Regions from separate parts of the Mus musculus genome. Here region 2 is linked to region 1. Evidence: chromatin contacts called from public HiChIP or PLAC-seq data. All regions are on one chromosome and are shown on one strand. Each heading gives the region's core, a stretch centred on a gene start, on an enhancer-like site or on the middle of the called end of the contact. The rest is flanking DNA. Distances are from core to core; before and after follow the strand shown. Region 1 overlaps Ank (progressive ankylosis). Region 2 overlaps Trio (triple functional domain (PTPRF interacting)).

What was found. HiChIP or PLAC-seq counts read pairs in DNA pulled down with a chosen protein or histone mark.
Region 2: an H3K27ac HiChIP or PLAC-seq map of regulatory T cells shows a contact between it and region 1, with 2.8 times the contacts expected there. The contact joins two enhancer-like sites. A contact is called at or near these places in 1 of 484 Hi-C or Micro-C datasets (CD8 T cells) and 5 of 115 datasets of contacts at active chromatin or transcription factors (effector CD8 T cells, large pre-B cells, microglia and 2 more).

The regions. Positions count from the first base shown.
Region 1 is chr15:27,594,155-27,600,258 of GRCm38.p6, forward strand. Ank (progressive ankylosis) reads left to right here. Exons shown (of 12, transcript NM_020332.4): 12 at 1-755. It also overlaps a transcript of Otulin not described here. Among named protein-coding and RNA genes, the nearest start is that of Mir7117, 26 kb to the left of the region's middle. Within about 2 kb of position 2,492, at least 254 of the 459 cell types and tissues checked have an H3K27ac peak or open chromatin away from gene starts, as enhancers often do. A contact at or near this core is called in CD8 T cells, effector CD8 T cells, microglia and 2 more, where this site is marked.
Region 2 is chr15:27,921,451-27,927,238 of GRCm38.p6, forward strand. All of the region lies in intron 1 of Trio (triple functional domain (PTPRF interacting)), which reads right to left. Among named protein-coding and RNA genes, the nearest start is that of Gm29975, 71 kb to the right of the region's middle. Within about 2 kb of position 2,346, at least 298 of the 459 cell types and tissues checked have an H3K27ac peak or open chromatin away from gene starts, as enhancers often do. A contact at or near this core is called in CD8 T cells, effector CD8 T cells, microglia and 2 more, where this site is marked.

The sequences.
Region 1 (6,104 bases), core at 1,242-3,741:
AAGCAAGACATTTTATAAACAGTATCAAGGTCACTATGTGATACCCCGGAAATAATGCATTGGAAATCCACTTAGTGCAGTATATTTTTCTAAGTTTTGGAAAGCGGGTTTTTTCCTTTAAAAAAAATTATGGACACAGTTCACTAAATTCCTGATTTAGTCAAAGTAACTAGACTGAAAGAACCTAAACAAAACAAATATTTTAAAGATATAAATATATGCTGTATATGTTATGTAATTTATTTTAGGCTATAATACATTTCCTATTTTCGCATTTTCAATAAAATGTCTCTAATACAATTCAGTGATTGCCTTCATGCTCCACATACCTACAGCTTACTCGGGTTGTACCAGTGACCGCTGTATGTTACAGCCTTCTACACGTCCCTTGTGTATGAATGTAAGGGCCTACAGATCCAATTGATGGGCAACCTCGGGAGGAAATGGATCCACTACTGTAGACAGGCAAAGGTGGGAAGGGCGGAGGGAAAAGGGCGGAAGGCGGGCCTCTTGTGCTTATTATTTTGGTGTTGTGTAACCTCATGTTAAGACTGTCAGGGCTACACAGGCTCGCATTTCCATTTCTAGATACCCAGTGTCCCTCATATGTGCCCACCATGGGAACAAATCCTATGTGCTTCCGTAGCTGCTTGTGGGTGACGTCAGGGGCAGATCTGAAAGATAACTGAAAGTCTTAATTGTATTGGCTTTTTAAAGTACATGACTAGAAAATTAAACAGCAATATTTTTTAAAATGTGTGGCTATTTTCATGCTTCTGGGGTTGGAGCTTAAATACCAAATATCAAATTCGAAATCCTTTCCCTTTAAAGTCAAGAAAAGCTAGTATCTCTTTATTGTGCACTTGGGACATGTAGCTTAGAGCCCAGAGCCGCCTTCATCAGGATGACTGGACATCAGCTGTGTAAGATGTCCCGAGCCCCTGGAATGCAGTGCCAGGCCCAGGCCTCTGCAATGGAGCTGCGGTTTGGGGGGATTTGTTCTGACCTTCCCCTCCTAGTACAGGCTCCTCCACACACATTCTGTGGGCCTGTTTTGTCACCTGACACCCTGAGACAGCTGCCATACTGTTGTATTCAAACAAAGAATTCCACGGCCTAGACTTGGGAAGGGCCTTTCTCCTCTTTCCACAAGCATTAAGGGCAGCCTTTCTAGCTCAGCAGCTGAGTGTTCTTTTTAAACATATTGCTCAGCTAACAAACTGAAAAGGACCATGTCTGTGAAATCCTCAAGGACTGTGGGAAGATCATTCTCAAGGTTAAGCGACAAATACAACCTAAAGTTGCAGAGGCAGGAGACAAGTTTTCCTCAAAATACTGAGTTAGGATGGCCTTTCTAGAGTGAGGGTTTTCTCCGAGAAACTAGAGAAGCCTGTTTATCTGAGGGGCAACCGAGGGTCATTCTAAGTGCACACCTGACCTGCTGCTGGCTCTGCCCTTGTTTACTGGGTGCTGGCACACAGGCCCTCTCTAAGGCCCCCTGGAACTGAGTAAACAGGACTGCTGTGACTCAGGAAGGACAAAGCCTGCCCACTGCAGGGCTCCGGGAGTGTGAGCGGCTTGCGGTTGGCTTGGTGGGAACTCACCAGGGATCCTTCCACTGCGAAGGCCTTGTTTGTATCTGTGGGTTGGAGCTGGTCAGTGTCTCCCTGCTGCCCGTGTTGGGCTTGGGCTTGGGCATCTGGAGTCAAAGGCACTCTTCTCTCGGTTGGGACCATCTGTTTCTTGGCCTTCGCTCATGCTTTGGCTTGGAAATGTTCAGAGAGGGCCTCAGAAATGAAAACACTTATTCTGAGCTGCAGTAATTACTTAAGTACTTAAGCACTTTAAACTCCGTGGACCCTATTGCTTTCTTGCAATGCAGCCCCTCCTGGATGTGGCAGGACTGAGACAATGGCCTTGGTCATGGGGAAAGTGACTGCATTTTATCTTTAATAAATAGTTTTACCACTCCCTTAGTGCAGGTGAGTGGGTGTGTGTGCCTGTTTCAGAGAGGAAACAAAGACTCCCTCTGATTCTAGTTCCCCAATCTCCCACCTTCCTAACTGCTCTGTTTGAAAATATTTTCTTCTGAAATAGGCAAAGGGAAAGGAACATTTTCCAAGATTCAGCAACTTTCTCTCCATACTGAAGCGAGAGCAAGAGATGTGCTGCAAAATAGGAAATCCTAATATTCTTATAATTATCTATTTTTAGTTTGAGACAGGGTCACTCTACATATCCCTGGCTGTCCTGGGACTCTATGTGGACCAGGATGACCTTGAACGCACGGAGATCCATGTGGCTCTGCTTCCCAAGTGCTGGGATTAAAGGTGTGCACCACCACACCTGGCCTCTTCTAATGAAATGATGTTACCTGAGCAATGTTTCCTTGTACTTTTTTCTGCTTCAGTAAAGCTCTGAATAGAACATGACCAGAACACCATGTGCTGCTTTGTGTCTGGTTTAGGGTACTGCAGGCAAGCTAAGCCTTCTGTGCTCCACCAGGAGAGGGTTGTTTTCAATGCTGCCTGTCACACACTTTTATAACCAAAAGTATAATAATGCTATCTCTGGTGGGACCTGGGAAGGTGAGGTGACTTCAGTGTTAGCTGTGCAAACCCAGTGTCTTGTCTGCCTTTCCACAAGAGCCTCACACAAGGCTCTTTTATAAAAAGCTTGAAGCATCAAAAAGCACGGTTTTCAGCAATGTATCTGGAAACCATGAGAGCTGCTTCTCTGTGTGGTTATTCTGAGCCTCTATTTTTGTCATTCGAAGTGGCAAAACATCAGGTGACTCATCAGCTGATCTAACCACACATGAAACAGGATGTAGTGGAAATCTCAAGAAAGGCCTGGGTGCCCTGCTCAAAGGCTGGTGACTAAAATTAACACACCAAAGCTAAACAAGAGGCAAACAGGACTGTAATCAACAACCCGAACCCCACTTTACAAGTCAGGAAACAACTCACTGCATTGTTTACTGTCTGATCTCAAAGGGGAAAATAATGAGAAGACAAGGAAACCTTAAGTTTCATTCTCCCCACCACAAGACAGAAGGGTGGTCGTTAGCTCCGTTAACTGATGTGGTGCCCTACCAGGAAGAGCACCTAAATCCAAGGAAACAAATTCTCTGCCAAGTGCAAGTGGTGCCAGACTTGTAACTAGTACCTTACAAAAACTTAGTAATTCATTTTCAGAATTTCTACTTAGTGTGTATCTTTGCGTATATACACTTTAGTGTGGAGATTCACAAACTGTGCACACAACAGAGTCCAGAAGAGGGACCAAGTGTCCTGTCGAGTAGTAGTCTTATCTCCTTTGAGATGGAGGCCCTTAGAAGCCATCAAGACCCACGAATCTGGCCTTTGACACCCCCCATGCCCCCTGGGGCTTACTAAGTGGATGCTGGGAGCAGAACTCTCATCCTTGTGATTTCACAGCAAACCTTCTGAATCACTAAGCTGCCTTTCCGGTCCAATGATAATCTTTCTCTCCTGCATTTGCAATCAATCAAACAGGGTCTCTCAAAACCTGACTAGGGAGATGCGCTTTTAGAGGTGACTGTCAGACACACGTGGATAGACTTACTGGATGGTTTATGCAGGAGACACACATGGACAGAGTTAGCTTTTATACAGTACCTCTTTTCACCTGGGCCAGTAACTCCAAATGCACTTATTAGCAAGACTTGACATCTACTTCTGTACAAACAATGTCAACCAATATACAAGCTGAGACCACAGACAAGAACCGAAAGCCTTTCTACTTGAAAAAGAAGTCCTTAGTGTACAAGGAGAGAGGGGATGAGAGCAGAACTGCTCCAACCCAGCAGCCGTGAGGACTCACTAAGAGAAAACTCTTCCTTCTGCTCAAGAGGGTAAAAAATCTCTGGTCTGGGCAAAAATCGAACACTAAGTTATCCAACATGAGGAGTGAATGTGACCCAGCAGGTCAACCACCGGGCCAAGGGACCACAGCAGGGAGGTGGGAGCACCTTTAGGGAGGCAGACTCAACTTCAGCCTTGTTGAAGAGATAGGCAAAATAAATTCCTTTAAGGAGATACTTTTGCTCCCCAGAATTCCTATGCCCGAGCCCAAGCTGCCATGGAGCTCAGCTTGCTCCCTATGCCAAAAGGTCCGACTCCTTCCCTTTTTTGTTCCCAAGTATGCTTTCTCTAGCAGCTGGGGGTTCCTAGCAGCTGGGGGTTCCTTGCTTTATCCTGAACGCTCCCTTCCCACCACGTGGCTGCCTGCTGCAGAGTAACATGGTTTTTCCTTCTTCCCCCCTCTCCTCTAGGCAACTCCCGACACTTACAGCTTGCTTGCTCTGGGATTTTTCTTTTAAAACTCTTCTAAAATTATCCTTGAGCTTCCATTTGATGTTTTAATAAAACTCTTAATGAGACTAAGAACCCCAAGAGGGTTCCTCCAGGTCCTTGTATGTCAAATAAACTGTGGTTTTGACTTTCAAACTCTCCTGCCTTTTAATTCTTTAATGACCGGGGGGGGGGGGGGGGGAAGAACCCATTCCTACACCCTACTCAGTATGAATTGTGTATAACTTCACAGAAATCCTGTGTCATGCACAGTGGTGATTGCTATAAAAGCCCAAAACACAGGTTTCCAACCGTGGGTCCAAGACAGGCAGCTTTTGCAACGGGAGAACATTAGGCCAGGTCGACTTTGGTTCCCTGCAGTATAAGACCCAGGTTTGCATGAGCCAGCTTCTGAAAATGAAGTCCACATCACCTTCATGTCACAGAGCAGATTCAGGGTACACACAGCAGGGGCTGGCACTCCACAGTGTCAGCCATGTTACCATGAGGCAGGTGTATTACCCCAGGGCTGTCACAAGGTTTATGGACGTACCTTGTTCCTTGTAGTTAATCAATGATATTTTGCTTTGCTATGTGGTATCTTAAGATGACTGTCTATAGCTGGTAGGACTAAAGTGTCAGAGCTTCAAAGACCTGACTGCCACACAAGAGAGCTCTCCAACCCCGGGCCTATGACAGGGCCTTTCACACCTCTCGCTTCTGGGCACTGCCCACTCAAATAGTCCAGGCTCCTTCCGGGTGCAACGCTGATTTTATATATGAACCAGTTTTAGAACACAATGAAAATGAGCAAGTTCAGAGCGTTAACGGCAACCCGCATTTCCCTGCTGCGTTGGTGAAACGAAGCCCTCTGGAAGTTATTCCTGCACATGTGCAGCAGCTGTCGGTTCCATTTCCTGGCTGAATCCTGTCCTAAGGAAGTCCATATAGAAGCCATTTCGACAGTCCTGCCTATGGTTTTGTTGCTACTAGCATCCGCGTGTTTTTGGTGTGAGGCTTGGGGGATTTTACCCGGAATACCGCTGAGCAGGCTGCACACTCCAGCTTTGTGTCTAAGAAGTGATGAGGGGCTGGTTAAGTGAGGCTGTTCTCAGTGTCTTGGTCCTCTTATCCTAACCAGTCTTTTACTCACCAGTCGCTTCATTTCCTAACCTTCACTAAGATCTCCCCGTTTCCCAGATTTACATATTAAGTTTAGCCCTTTACCCTCAGTAGCTAAAATCTAGGTGAGCGAGCGGTTTTCTTCCTCCAAACTTCTTGTGGTAGCTAAATAACTTATTCTTTACATTGTTTTTCTGCATTATGGTGCTTTTTACTTCCTACCACTTTGGGCATAGTCTTCTTTGAGCCTTCCCCAGCTTCTCTGCCCCGCTCAGAATATGGAAATCCCAATGTCAGCCAGGTCTGAGAAGAGTCTGTAACTCCTACCATCTGTAGCCCTGCCTGCAGACTTTCCCAGGAAAGCCCTGCTTTTCAAGATGTGCCATTATAACCCAAAAGATTAGTTGTTCAAATTCCTCGTGTTTTGTTGTTTTATTAATATCACAGACCCATAATCCCTATGGTTACGACCATCCCACCACTTTAAGACTGGAGGTTTCTTCCTTCCTGGTCTTTTGATTACATCTATTCTGCTTATGTTGGGAGTTTTCCTTGCTTTATTGTTTTGCCTTTTGAAATAGTCTAACTAGCCAAAGATGGCCTGAGACTCATAATCCTCCTGCCTCCACTTTCCATATGCTGATTATACATACTTATCATCATGCC
Region 2 (5,788 bases), core at 1,096-3,595, 330 kb after region 1:
TTAAAAATAAACAGCTTTTTGCTATACTCCATGGGTTCTGGACTACAGTACAGAAAGGCCAGATACCTAAGACTTCCTTGGCTCGTGAATTAAAAGGCTTTAGGTTCTGGGTTCAATGGTCTTCTCCTGGAGGCATTTCTTCTTGCTGGGATTACAGGAGGTCACCCACTACAAACTCAGTTAGAAGAGATCCCTCTGAGATTCTTCACCATATCTCTGTCCCAGAGACCAAGGAGTAGCCACACTTTTACTTCTATGACCAAGAGGGTCTGCGGATGGACAAGGACCGCACAGAGAAGTTGGTGAGGTTAGAAGAGGGTGGGCAAAAGGTGGGCAGCAGGCAAGGAAGGCAACCACCAAGATCAGGGGCATTTAGCTGTGCCCATTTTCTGAACGTTTAAGTTACATAAAACCTACAATAATGTGAGCAGAAAGGTAAGGAAGCTGGTGTAGGCTTTCATGAACCACTACTGTGGGGCACGATGGGTCCCAGGGAAGGAGTGATTGACAAGCACTACTTTCTGGGTCAGGCCTACAATGTGTGTGCTGAGGATGCTCATGAGAGGGCATTTGCAGTTAGGCCTTGGTTAGCAGAGGGATGACTGTGTAAAGAGAGCTCTGGGAAGTTCTGGCTTCAAGTCCACTCTCCCCTTCCCTCCTTCCCCTTCTCTAAATGTGCATACGTAAATTAAATATCTTAATAGTTTCATCTAAGACAGCTCAACCCTGATGTTAAACAACAGAGTGGATCGTGTTACATGTTTACAATGCTATCTGGCCAGGAGCAGTAAGCCTGGGATAAATACTAAGACCACGCCACCGAATGTCTCCTGTTTCAGAAGCTGCCAACCATGCAGCAAATGGATAGCCTCCATCTTCCTCTCACTCGGGGAACTCGCTTTAGACGGAAGTAGGTGCGAGTATCCAAACCTCTGAGTACCGGGTGAAAAGGAACAAACTACCAGAGTCTGCGTCCCTGTCCGTCGTCCCCCACCCCCACCCCCGCCGCCGCTCGCCCAGTGTCCTCCAGGACTTTCTATTTCAGTCTGTAAAAGATCAGCTCTGGGTATTTAGCCTTCAGTCACACCATGATTACAGCTGTAAGAGGGAAAATTACCCTCTTTGCTCCAGGAGGAGAGATCCCACAGTTGTCTCTGACAATGGGAAATCTTTTGGGTGAATGGGGGTGGGGGGAGCTGGAATGTCAACAACCCAACAGCGCAGTGGTCAGATCAACTGTGCCCTTTTGGTCATCAGACTCTGTGTCAGGGCTGCGGTGCCACTCCAACAGAACCGTTCCCAGCAAGCCACAGAGCTCACTGACCACCACGGTGGCCTTCCATTTTTAACATCAACCAACAATAAAGGAGCAGCAGCCCTCCATCTTGGTTGCTCCCAGGAGGAGCCGCACCACGGGACATCTCCAGGTTGTGTGAGCGCTCACTCATCACTCAGCTCGTTGACCCAATAGCACTTTCCGTGTACATGTGCACAAAGACCTAAGATGAAGCTAATTATCTGAGGTAAGGGTAAGATTTTTGGTGCTGGGAAGATGGCTCAGTGGTTAAGAGCACTGACTGTTCTTCCAGGTCCTGAGTTCAATTCCCAGCAACCACAACAACCATCTGTAATGGGATCCGATGCCCTCTTCTGGTGTGTCTGAAGACAGTTACAGTGTACTCATATACAATATATACATATATACATATACATACATATATATGTGTGTGTGTGTGTGTGTGTGTGTGTGTGTGTGTGTGTGTGTGTTAAAAAGAGTAAGTTTAAAACTAAAACAGCTTCTTTTGGTAATCCACTCAGGACCTCTAGCAGATTTTAATCATTTTGAATTTCACATAATCATTCGCTGACTTAATTTTTTTTTCTTTTAGGAAAACATGGTATTTAAGAGCCCTATTATTCCTCCACAGATAGAGCTCCTGATAAAGTTGCCCGTGTGCCTTGTTCTGAATTGTCTGTCAGTCACCCACAGACTGCTTCCCAGCCACCTCGTAGGTCTCAGAGCCTGTCAGCTACCCCCACCTTACATTTATTAAACCGAAAAATCGCCTGTGGGAAAGACTGAAGCATGGCTGACGGAAGCACAGGTTATGCTACAAGTAAGACTAATAACTAAGGCAGCGTTCTAAAGCAACCACAGCAAAAATGTTAAATAGTAAGCTGGTAGCTGCTCTTACTGACGAGCCTTGGTGGTAATTACCGAATTTTACTCATTAGGTAATTGGCAGAGCTCCGGAACACAAAGGGCAGGAGATAAAACTCCACATCTGTGCGGTGGCCCCGCCCTCGCACTGCCGGCAGAGAGGGTGACGTCACCCTGTCTGAGCAAGCCGCTCCAGCGCAGAGCCTGCAGGATGCTGCTCCACTGCAGGGAGGCAGTGCTAGCGAGGTGTGTGTGGTGGGGGTGGGGTGGCCGTGTAAAGCTCACGCCAGTGTCACAGGAAGGAAGTGTTTTAATGGATCGGAATCTTCTGTGAATGCATTTAATTATGGAAGAATGTTAGAGAACAAAGGTTACATTTTCACCAGAATGCTTACTAAGATATAAAAAAATGCAAGCACAATCAACTGATGCTTATGTCATTTTTTACAAAATTATATGACCCCAGATTGGACACGAGGATGAATCACATGCACCGGGAATGTAGATGTGTCCACAAACCACCACATGGAAATAACGACAAAGCGGATTCTAATGTTTAGTAATAACCACCTGATTGGCTAACTCATCCTGTCTTATTAGTGACAGCCTATAACAGCACACAGTTAAGAAGAGCACAAGCTTTACTGACTCAAGGAAACGTCAACATATAGCTCTGGCTTTTCATTTCTTACCCACAAAGTATACAGGACAAGCTGAACTGCCAAAGGATGAAAGGCTTGTTAAGAGTATTACAAATGCCTTAAACGAACGAAGAAATCAGTAGACTTTGTTGATGTTTTAACTATGCATTAATGGTACATTGGAAGTTAATTCATAATATATAATAGGCCAGTTGTCCAAAGGCATTATATTGTATAACGGCTATTATTATATAGTGGTTATTATTATAAAAGGGGTTCCAGCTTCTTCTAGTTTCATAAAATAAAAAGGAAATATGGCCAAGGGCACCCTTAATCTTCTGATCCCAGACCAACAAAGAAGCAAACAGAGAAATTGCATTTCTCTGACTAAGTGATTCAAAATAAATCACATGGGCAACCTGTCCCCCCCCCCCCCATCTCCCTGTGCCTCTGTCTGTCTGTCTGTCTCTTTCTCTGTGTCTCTCTGTGTGCATGTGTGCTATAAAGCCTGACAGCAGACGCCACCCTAATTACATATGTGCCTCTCACTTATGCATACATGCACACATGGTTCAGTAAAGCCAACCTGATCCACAGACTGCTTTGCAGAAGAGCCCGGGGAATTGACCCAGAGCGATAAAACTCGATCCCTGAGCTATGTGAATGGATACCAGCCCAACCAAGATTGATTGTTAAGAGAAATCCTGATCCATTATCACATCAAGCATTTCATTCATTTAAATAGCCTCGCCTGGCTCCCCTTGCCTTCCACCCCACCGTGGAATTCCCGCAGGTGGCCTTGCTGTATCTGCAGCCTCCTAATCAGTGGTCAGTAGTCCTTCTGACCCCACCACTCGCCTTGAAATCGGCTTCTAGCTCACACCTCCTTCTACTGCTCTCCATAAGTTTTCCACGATGCCCCTCTGTGGCTTCTTGATGCCTTCCCGTAAGACACACACTCCCTGACATGACATAATCCTTCAGATGTGACATCTGCCTCCTGTGCAGCCTCGCTCGCTTGCCAATACTTATTCTCTCCCCAGGCGAAAATGAAAGAATCCCAACCAGACAGACGCTCAACTTCTGACCCTTTGAACTCCTACACGCATCACCAAAAACCCACTCCCATCATTCCTGTTCCCAGAAATACGTGTGCACACTGCACACACTGGGAACCCTAATACTGGATACATAACCCACTCAGCGCCTGTAGCACTCAAGCCTTTGCCACATCCTGGAAATGACCTAAATACTGGTCACAGTCACTGGGCACTGTGTCCCACCGTATGGGGAGCACGGCAGAAAACCCCAAGCAGCCATTTAACCCTAGGAAAACAACACCCTTTGCAGCTGGCAAACCTCACCACCAGTCTACAACTGGGCTCCTGAGTACAGTTCACAAAAACACAGAACTAACCATATTCTAAAGTTGCCAACCTGCTCACAATGGCCAGGCACTAAAAGTGACTGGTTCTCTTGCTGTCTCGTGTACTTAACGACGAGTCCTTCATTTGTAGTTTAAGATAGGAAAAGGTTTTACTTTGGGGTTGTTGCAATGTAATTAAAACATTATTTTCTGCCCTAATCACTGTTGGTCTCACCTCTGATGAAGGAAGGAAGGGTGGAGCATACGAAGGGAGAATGCTTAGGAGGAGGCTCATTTCTGCACTTTCACTGCAGAGAGGGGGGGGGGGGGAGCAGGAGCAGGAAGTGTGCAGGCATCAGAGGCCTGCTTCTCTGCAGTTAGCAGGGTTCACCCAAAAACAGTTGCAAGGAAATGCTTTAGTCATGAGACTTTGTGACCAGCCTGGGCTTGAGGGAACGAAGCTACGTCAACTCCACACAACTCCAGACAGAACTTCTTTGTTTTACATGTCAGCACATATGTGTCCCAAGTCCCCGAGTCCCAGAGGGCTCAAGTGGAACAGCTGACAGAACGAATCTCGGGGTTTCTGCCATATGTTTTCTGCAACAGGAACGGAACACAACTTAAACTTCTGTGAGTGCGAGGTGTGGCCAACAGGCTTGCTTCGGTCGTGTCCGCCTGCCTGTTGGTGACCATTACTAGGAAAGACAGGAAACAAATAAGGAGAACCAAGGCTTCTGAGACTTCAGATGCCACGGGACAAAGGACTTGATCCCAGCAATGAGCACCGGTTTGGATTTAAGCTCCAAATCTTATTACCTTACACATTAGTAAATCTTACGGATTATTATAGTTGATCGCCACACCAGTGTCCCTGACCCCTACGTTGGCTCCTGCCCACTTCTTTTGCTTGCTTGTAGTTCGAGACAGGGTCTCTCTTTGTAGGTCTGGCTATCCTCGAACCACCAACAAGACTTCTAGCTTCTCTAACATGTAAACTGTCAATTCAGCCCCTGTGACCTGGGTTGTGGCTGGGGACTTCCTTCCTGCAGGGGACTTCCCCGGGCTTCAGGGGCCCTGCCTATCTTGTCAGCCTCTGCTTTTACTACTCAAGGCTGAGAGTCTTAATAAGTAATCAATTAATTTGAGTGGCCACGAGTTACATCTAAACAATACTTAAATCATTATCTTGTTTATACATAAACCAAAGTTGCTAAATATTCAGCAAAATTAGGATATTGTAGGTCTGTCTGTTACAAATACACTCCAGTAAGTCACGGACCCTTAAATGTGTCAATGAGGTAAAGGCTTCATGGATTTAATTCCAACATGAAACTCACTAGAAGGGCGTATCTTTAATGAGATCCAAGAATGTGGCAGAACTTTGTAGTAGCCAGTTCCCCGATGGAGCCTCGAGCTGTTTGGTTCACTTGGCGCTCGTGTTCAGACAGAACTTTTACACACACTGATCTGCTAAGCCCTGGGGATTCCCCAACCTGCACAGTCCCTGTTTGAAGACGCTTATCGTCGAATAGAGAACAAAACATGCACGAGAGCAGAGAACAGCCTCGACTCCACTCCCAGGCGGGTCCGTCTGACAGGTGCGCATCTGGGCACGCG